Linked DNA regions of Mus musculus: regions 2 and 3 are each linked to region 1. A link is a contact called in public HiChIP or PLAC-seq data. All regions are on one chromosome and are shown on one strand. The core of a region is the stretch at or near the end of the contact, and the rest is flanking DNA. Distances in the headings are between cores, read along the strand shown.

Evidence for each region. HiChIP or PLAC-seq counts read pairs in DNA pulled down with a chosen protein or histone mark.
Region 2: an H3K27ac HiChIP or PLAC-seq map of embryonic stem cells shows a contact between it and region 1, with 8 read pairs. The contact joins the enhancer-like site here to the promoter of Tbc1d13 in region 1. A contact is called at or near these places in 6 of 39 promoter capture datasets (cranial neural crest, embryonic stem cells, frontonasal cranial neural crest and 2 more), 3 of 484 Hi-C or Micro-C datasets (bone marrow-derived macrophages, embryonic stem cells and nephron progenitors), 4 of 115 datasets of contacts at active chromatin or transcription factors (the 230-238 cell line, bone marrow-derived macrophages, embryonic stem cells and 1 more) and 4 of 9 other capture datasets (adipose tissue, embryonic stem cells, liver and 1 more).
Region 3: a FOXA1 HiChIP or PLAC-seq map of pancreatic cancer cells shows a contact between it and region 1. The contact joins the enhancer-like site here to the promoter of Tbc1d13 in region 1. A contact is called at or near these places in 1 of 39 promoter capture datasets (hippocampal neurons), 1 of 15 datasets of contacts at CTCF or cohesin (the NIH/3T3 cell line), 1 of 484 Hi-C or Micro-C datasets (bone marrow-derived macrophages), 11 of 115 datasets of contacts at active chromatin or transcription factors (the 230-238 cell line, bone marrow-derived macrophages, embryonic stem cells and 4 more) and 3 of 9 other capture datasets (adipose tissue, embryonic stem cells and liver).

Annotation. Positions count from the first base shown.
Region 1 is chr2:30,132,435-30,135,150 of GRCm38.p6, reverse strand. Tbc1d13 (TBC1 domain family, member 13) reads right to left here and starts at 1,405. Exons shown (of 12, transcript NM_146252.3): 1 at 1,239-1,405; 2 at 281-354. The coding sequence starts at 1,261.
Region 2 is chr2:30,335,300-30,338,015 of GRCm38.p6, reverse strand. It overlaps Nup188 (nucleoporin 188), which reads right to left. Exons shown (of 44, transcript NM_198304.3): 31 at 1,615-1,692; 32 at 1,289-1,374; 33 at 939-1,084; 34 at 611-792. Among named protein-coding and RNA genes, the nearest start is that of Sh3glb2, 23 kb to the left of the region's middle. Within about 2 kb of position 1,310, at least 21 of the 459 cell types and tissues checked have an H3K27ac peak or open chromatin away from gene starts, as enhancers often do. A contact at or near this core is called in embryonic stem cells, where this site is marked.
Region 3 is chr2:30,318,062-30,320,777 of GRCm38.p6, reverse strand. All of the region lies in intron 15 of Nup188 (nucleoporin 188), which reads right to left. Among named protein-coding and RNA genes, the nearest start is that of Gm39780, 21 kb to the right of the region's middle. Within about 2 kb of position 1,322, at least 8 of the 459 cell types and tissues checked have an H3K27ac peak or open chromatin away from gene starts, as enhancers often do. A contact at or near this core is called in pancreatic cancer cells, where this site is marked.

The DNA.
Region 1 (2,716 bases), core at 156-2,655:
TTGGTGCTCTACGGCTTGAGTTTTAACACTAACCAAAGGTCACTCTCAGCTCTGATCCACAGCCAAGTAGAGAACCCGGGAACCACCCTGCAACTTCCTTAACTCAAGAAACGAGCTGAGAAATGCTGAGAGGCCTTCCCTAGGCACAAAGGGTTACCACCGGTGCAGTCTTCAGGCCACTTCAAGGGATTTGGGGGATCACCCCCCCCCCCCAGCTAAGGGCCAGCTTTCTGCCGGCAGGCAGGTTTCCAGGGAAACCCTGAGTAAAAGTGCATCTTACCACTAAAACTGAGTTCTCGAAGCTTTTCCAACACAATGGAGGGCTCCTTCAGGACATCCTGGAAATCTGCAATCCTTCAAGGGCAGAAAAGGAAACGCCAAGGTAACAGGCTTAATGACCACTCTTGCAGCCAGCCCAAAGATCTTTCACTCCCAACGGTCTCCAACTACCAGCTTAGGGAAGTGGACAATACAAGTTTCTTCCTCTAAGATCTGCCATGTCAACGAAAAGCCATGAGAGGTATTCTAATCCAAAGGGTTTGAAGTGAGAACTTAACATTAAGCACTGTCCACTGTTAGCGAGCTGGCATTTCCTGGGCACTTGCTGCGGCCAAGCCCAGCCCACAGCACACCACTACCCGAATTCACACAACCAAGCTTCCTGCAACCAGGAGTAATTGGATCCACAGACAACAGACTTGTACAATCTCCCCATGGCTCCCGAAGCTCTTGGCTGGGTAAAGGGGAGGGGGCACAGACTTCTCGGGCCTGCCCTCAGGCAAAGACAAAAGACTAAAAATTAGTCCTGGAGTGACCAGAATTTAGCGGGCGTTGCAAGATGTGCCTGGGGTGGGGGTAGGAGGTGGATTTAAGAGGCCAGATTGGAGAACCTGGATCCCCTGGTGTTTCTCATGAGCATGGAGCACAGGGACAGGGGCATTTGGGGGCGGGGGAAGGTGCGAATCCTAGAGCGAGGAAGCGGGGAGGGTAATAGGGGGCTGGACAAGGGAGACACTAGGGAAAGGGGTCCCGAGTGAGAGAGAAAGAAAGGTGACACTGAGGTAAGAGAAGCATCTCTGCTTCTCGCCTCTGCCACACAGGCAATGAGACCGTAAGGGGGCTCGCCGCCGGGGGAGGGGGCTGTTCTTGGCCGCACATGCGCTGAGCAGCTCTCTCTGTGCGAAGGCCCGGCCTGGACGGAGCGGTCTGGGTGCAGTCTTGACCTCAGGTCTCCTTACCGGCTCTTGTGCAGACTCGACATGGTGTTGACTTCCGGACTCCCGAGCTGCTTCTGCAGCCCCAGCTGCCGCCACCGCCACCGCCCCCCTCCCTCCGGGGACACGGGGCGCTGGGCAAAAGCCTCCGGCAGGAAGCAGAACTTGGAGCGTGCGCGTTCCGCGGGGGCGGGGCCGCGCTGGGTCCGCCCAAGGGTCACGTGACGGGGACTTCTTTAAGGCTAGGCAAACCGTCAGTTGAGCGTCAGGACGGCGTGACTGTCAGTGATCCCGCTGGCTATGAGTCTCCCGCCCTCAGTTTCTGATTACTGAATACACTTGTCTATCTCTCTCACTCCCTGTCATTAACTGCGGTACAGTTGTTTGGTTGATTGAACTAGTTGTTTGAACTAGACTTAGTCTCCGGTGTGGTCTCATTCAATGTCGAGTCCTTCCTTATGGAAATGACCCTGTTGCTCAGTAAATACCTCTCGGAGGAGCCGGAGGAGTACAGCTCAAGGTTTCCTTGACTTTGGAAGTTCATAAACTAGAATTCTGGCAAGCCTGGCGGTGGTAGCTCACGCCTTTAATCCCAGCTAGAAGCAGGAGGATCTTTGAACTGACCTACAGAGTTCCAGGACAGGAAGAGCCACACAGAGAAACTCTGTCTTGAAACTCCTCCCCTCCCCCGCACTCCCATCCCCAAGTAGAATTTCTGTAATTGCACAATTTTAAAGCAATAGAAAATGAAAAACAGGAGCTAAGGGTGTAACTCAGTTGGTAAACTCAGTTGTGAGTGTGAACTTAAAAGAGCAACTATGAAAATCATTGGCTAGCATGCACGAAACCAGGTTTCAGGTTCAGCACTCCTTGTAGCTGGATTTGGGGAAACATGCCAGTAATGCCAGCATTTGAGAGGTGGAAGCAGGAAGATCAGAAGTTGAAGGTTCAAGAAGTTCACTCTGCTAGAAGTGAATTCGCTGTTGATGCTCCAGGGAATAAAGCACTCACGTGAGCGTGAGCTCTGGCGTTTGGATCCACAGAATTCATGAAAGAGCTGCCAAGAGGGGCGGGAATGTGCAAGGTTTAGACGGCAAACAGACTCGCTGGACTACCTTCAGTGAATAAAGGGGAGAGCCATCAAGGAAAGCAAATGGCCTTTAGGTCAGGGCCCCTATACACACGTTATTGCTACACATATTTGCACACACAGGCACACAATTTCTTCTGTAAATTATGTGTATGGGTGCTTTGCCTGCATGTATGTCTGTGCACCACTTACCTGCCTGGAGGTCAGAAGAGTGTTGGATTCCTGTGGAACTGGAGTTGTAGATAGTTGTGAGCTGGGAAATGAACTAGACCCTCAGAAAGAGTAACTAGAGCTCTTAACTTCTGAACTATTTCTTCAGTACCCCTCCCACACACACACAATGTTTTTTTTAATTTAAAAAAGAGAGCTGGGGGCTGGAGAGATGGTTCAGTGGTTACGAGCACTACTGCTC
Region 2 (2,716 bases), core at 61-2,560, 200 kb before region 1:
CTACCTCTAAAAAAAAATAAATAAATAAAAAATAAATAAAAAGGAAAAGGCTGGTAGTAGAAAACATTGCTCTAGTCAGGCATAGTAGAGCATGCCTTTAATCCCAGCTTTTGGGTGGAGGAAACAGAGGCAGAGGCAAGAGGGCAGCAGATCTCTATAGGTTTTAAGTCAGCCTGGTCTACAAAGGACAGCCAGGGCTGTTACACAGAGAAACCCTGTCTTAAGTCCTGCCCTCACCAGAGAAAAGACTGTTCTATAGTGTATCCATTATCTCTTCTAGAGTGAGCCCTTAGGTTAAAGAGCCCATGCCTGCCCTATAAAGCAACCCTCTCTAGCCCACCCCTGCCCTCACTCTGCTCACACCAACCAGGGATCAGAACACAGCAGATGCTGACCTGAAGCTGCTCACACCTTCCACGGTCCACCCGATCTTCCCGGCACACGATGCCTGCCTGACTAGCTCTGCTGAAATGGCTGAGAGCCATGCCTCTCCCAGGGCTTCCCTCAAAGCCTGCGCCCACAGGCTCCCACCTTCCCGTCCTCCCCCAGGGTGGTGGCAGCCTTGAGTACAGCCTGTGTGCTGTCAGACAGCCTGCTGATGTCCCCTCACCCCATCACGCTGGTCCTTGTGCCGGGGCCGAGGGCAGTCATCTGTCTCCATGCTGTCCTTGTCCTCGGCAGCGCTGTCGGATGCCAGGCTGTGGCGGGTCTGATCAAAGAGTGCAATCACCTCTTCTTGGAGAGTCTCACAGACGTTCAGCACCAGCTGGGAGTACTGGGGGATATCACCGACTGCAGAACAGATGAGAGGGTGCTGTCACACAGGTGGGCCATTCTGACGAAAGGCAGTAGAGTACCAAGAGGAAGGGGAAGGGGTAGTGGGAAATAAAGCACTCCCGGTGTAAAAATCCCACGGCCCAGTTGGAGCTGGGGCTCACCTCGCAGCTCCTTCATCTGTAACACTGTGATGAATGCAGAGAACACCTTGGCCTTGGTCTTTTCCATGAGCTGCTGGTCTGCCTGAAGCACCCCTTCCAGGATCTCTGTCAAGGGCCCAAGGATTTTCTCCACAGCACCCAGCTCTCTGAAAGACCAAGGCAGCAGCATGCCTCACTCAGTGTCCCCAGTGCCCCTCAGAAGCCACAGGCAGTCTCCCTCACTGCAGGCTTGTCTGCCGAGTTGCTCCATTTTCTGTGAAGTATACTAGACGGTCTGGGTGAGGAAGGGTGGGCAGGCAGTGCTGAGGCAGATGGAGCCTCGGGCGGCCAGCTCTCGTCCCAGCACTCACCTCTTCCACTGGCGTAGGAGGATAAGCAGCAGGGTGCACATCATGGAGCCCAGCCGGAGGCAGTTCACAGATGCTGCCACAAGGAGCTGAGGGGAGGAGCGGCAGAGCAGTCAGGAGTCTGGCTGCTTAGAAGCAGCCTCCACTGCACAGATAGACACACAGGCCCTCCTCACCTAACCCTGACTTCTCCCAGGAGCAAGGAGCTGGGGCACCTCTTTATCACTGAGCCTCACCTCCAGGCCACCTGAGCACTGACTGACCGCCCTTTGAGCACTGAGAGCTCCCTGTGTGACCTTCAGGAAAGGGGAACTCCCGGGCATACTTACTAATGCTTTGGTCCCATCAAGCACATCAAGAAACAGCTGGCGCCGCACTGCCATGTCAGTCAAGTGCATGACGTCTGCCTGCAATGGGCGGGAGAAGGATTATGCTCAAGACAGACTTTAAGAACCAAGAAGTGAAGGGCTTCATGAGGCCATTCCCAATCGGAACTCCATCCATCCTTCCTGTGCTCCGCATTCTGCTCAGGCTTCCCAGGGACAAGAAGGTCACCTGCTGTAGGACCTTCAGCCCCACCTGGGCTCCCTCTAGCCCAGCCCTCCCTACAACCTCCTCCTTTTCGTTTCTTTGAAAGTGGTCTCACCATGTTGTTATGCAGGCTGTGGCTAACCCATGGTCCTCTGTGCTCCAGCTTCCCTGTTAGCATGTGCTAATAACCACACCCACTCATCGATGGCTCTGAACATACCAAGTGCTTTCTCCTGCACTCAACGCCTGCAGTCTCATCTGCCTAGACTTCATGCCGACATGCTCTCTGCCCAAGGCATCTTACATACTCAGGTGTCTGGCATTACTTCTCAGAGGCCACCATGGCTACTCTTATGTCATGTGTTAGCTATCACATCATCGTCCTTGCCATTATCATCAAGTACAACCCCCTTACAGTTTCATCTGCGAGTTTACAACTGACCTCAAGCCCTTATCTGCCCCCACCCCTCTCTCAATACACAGTGTCTCTGTGTAGCCTGGCTGTCTAGTAACTGACTTTGTAGACCAGGCTAGGCCTCAAACTCAAAGATCCAGCTGCCTCTGCCACCACAGTTAACACCCCTCCCAGCCTCCCCACCCCTTCTCTGACACTTTGAGTCAAACAGCAGTTTCCCCTCCCTTCACTCCTCCCAGTCCCCTTCCTACATTTCCATTAAAAAAGAAAAGAATGGACCTCCCAGGGATATCAAGTTAACCCATCAGAATGAGTTACTGTAAGACTAAGAACAAACCCTCAAAATTAGGCTGTACAAGCCAAGCAAGTCAGAGAGTCTCTGTGAGGCTCTAGGAGCACAGTTAGCGGGTTCTATGGGTCATCTTTCTTGCGCTGTCCTCACTTTGTGACCAGGCCTTCCCTGCTTATTCATTGCTATATCCTGT
Region 3 (2,716 bases), core at 73-2,572, 190 kb before region 1:
GTTCACATGTTCAATGCAGTATTATGTATGAAGGCCTGACGCTGATGCATAATGATTGCAGAGGACCAAAGGGATGAGCGAGGTAGTTGCTGGTCCTTGTAGGAGACAGCAGCAGAGGGCACACAGCCAGGACAGTAGGCTATGCCCCTTTCTCTGTAGTACTGAAGTATGCTCTGCAAAAGTGGCACGTATGGTTAGCCAAGCAGTCATCACCCTGGTGCCAGGAAGGTTTACAGAGCACGTTCATCTTTCAATTTTTTTTTTTTTTTGAGACAGGGTTTCTCTGTGTAGCTCTGGCTGTCCTGGAACTCACTCTGTAGACCAGGTTGGCCTTGAACTCAGAAATCTGCCTGCCTCTGCGTCCGGAGTGGTGGGATTAAAGGCGTGTACCACCACTGCCCGGCGATCTTTAAATATTTTAAGGCAGACCATAAAGACTACCATTTTGACTTAGCTTTGTGGAATATTCTAAAAGCGAGGAGAACTAAACTGGCAAAATAATGTTTGAGTCTTTCCAAATCTTAGCCGTCTACATTGCTGTACAAGCTGTTCTCACCACAGCTGTACACTGGACCACTGCTCTCTGTATAAAGAATACTATTCCACTGAGACGGAGTGGAAGAAGCAACAAGACTCTACTGGGTAGAGCAAGCAATGTACAGAGTCAACAGTGTCTGACAGAATTCCCACTGTAGTGCAGATGGTGATCCTATGATGGTGGTCCTTTTCATGCAGCTTGCTAATCCAGTCTTCGTCCTTTTGAGACAGGGTCTCAATATTTAACCCTGGCTATCCTAGAACTTGCTGTGTAGACCAGGTTGGTCTTGTACTCTGCCTGTCTCTGTCTCTACCACTGTCAGCCCAATTTAAATCTTAACAACCATTCACACAAAACAGGTCATTAGAAGGATTATCTATTTTCTACATCTTTGAGCCTACTAACTTTTTTTGTTTGTTTGTTTGTTTGTTTTTGAGACAGGGTTTCTCTGTGTAGCCCTGGCTGTCCTGGAACTCACTCTGTAGACCAGGCTGGCCTTGAACTCAGAAATCCGCCTGCCTCTGCCTCCCAAGTGCTGGGATTAAAGGCATGTGCCACCATGCCCGGCAAACCTATTAACTTTTAAGTCTGATTTATAATATGACACCAAATAATGTGTAATGGTGACAAGTGAGACCCATCTCCTTTTTGGTGTGTCACCCGAGATAAACTACAGCACTGGAGCAGAGGTGACCCTCCAAACCCACACTGCACATCAGTTCATGGGCCACACATGACTTGGGCAGGAAGTCAGTGTAATCAGCAATGGACTTTCACTTACTTTAACTCTGACATCACTAAGCAAACAATCCCCAAAGTCTCTCCACAAGGTGGAGCTTCCAGGGAGCGTATAGAAAGCACATCTGACAGTATCAGAAGAAAATGTGCATTATTCCGTCCGTGATTTCTACAAGGACTTGTGTGAACACTAAAACTGAGGAGGGCACTTTGGTGCACACCTTTAACTTCTAGCACTCAGGAGGGAGGGTCTATAGGATCTCTGAGTTTGAGGCCAGCCTGGTCTATAGTGTAAGTTCTATGATAGCTAGGGCTATGTAAACAAACAGACACTGTCTCAACACACACACACACACACACACACACACACACACACACACACACACACACACACATAAAACAACCCATCCAAAAAAGATTTTAAATCAAATTTGAAGTGCTAAAACTTGGGCTTGAGCTGGGCATGGTGGCGCACGCCTTTAATCCCAGAACTCGGGAGGCAGAGGCAGGTGGATTTCAGAGTTTGAGGCCAGCCTGGTCTACAAACTGAGTTCCAGGACAGCCAGGGCTATACAGAGAAACCCTGTCTCAAAAAAAAAAAAAAAAAACAAACAAACAAAAAAACAAAACAAAACAAAAAAACTTGGGCTTGAGAGATGGCTCAGTGGTTAAAAGCACTGACCACTCTTCCAGAAGTCCTAAGTTCAAATCCCAGCAACAACATGGAGGCTCACAACCATCTGTAATGGTATCCAATGCCCTCTTCTGGTGTGTCTGAAGACAGCTACTCATGTATTCACATACATGAAATAAATATATCTTAAAAAAAATACTAAAACTAAACACAATATAGGAATATTTCACTAGTATCAACATGTACATACAGAAAACAGCAAAACTGTTTTTCTTCTAGTTTGATATTTGAATTATATGTATATAAAAAGATGGGTGCTCTGAAGAACACTTTAGGGCTGGATCCTATCTCATACTGCATAGACTCTGTGGGAAAAATGTTTAAATAGGAAACCTGAAACCTCCAGTGTTTAAGGGGTGAAAAGTCATTAAGTCAGAATAAACACACACACGCACACACACACACGCGCGCGCACACACTTGCGCGCACATGCTCCCATGTCCTCAGCAGGGCTTTCCTTCAGAAACCAAGCAGTGAGTGTCCTAGCATAAGAGAACATGCTCACAAAACCTTTGGGGTTAGTGTGCCTGCTACTAACACTGTCAACTTGACACAAGCTGGAGTCATACAGCAAGCATCTCAACTGAGACAATACCCCTCTAGCCTGGCCCGTAGGTAAGTCTGTGAGGCATTTTTTGGACTAACAATTGATCTGGAAGGCCCAGCCCACTGTGAGTGGTCTCAGCCCTGGGCAGGTATGAGAATGCAGGCTGAGCAAGCCAAGAGGAGCCAACCAGTAAGCAGAG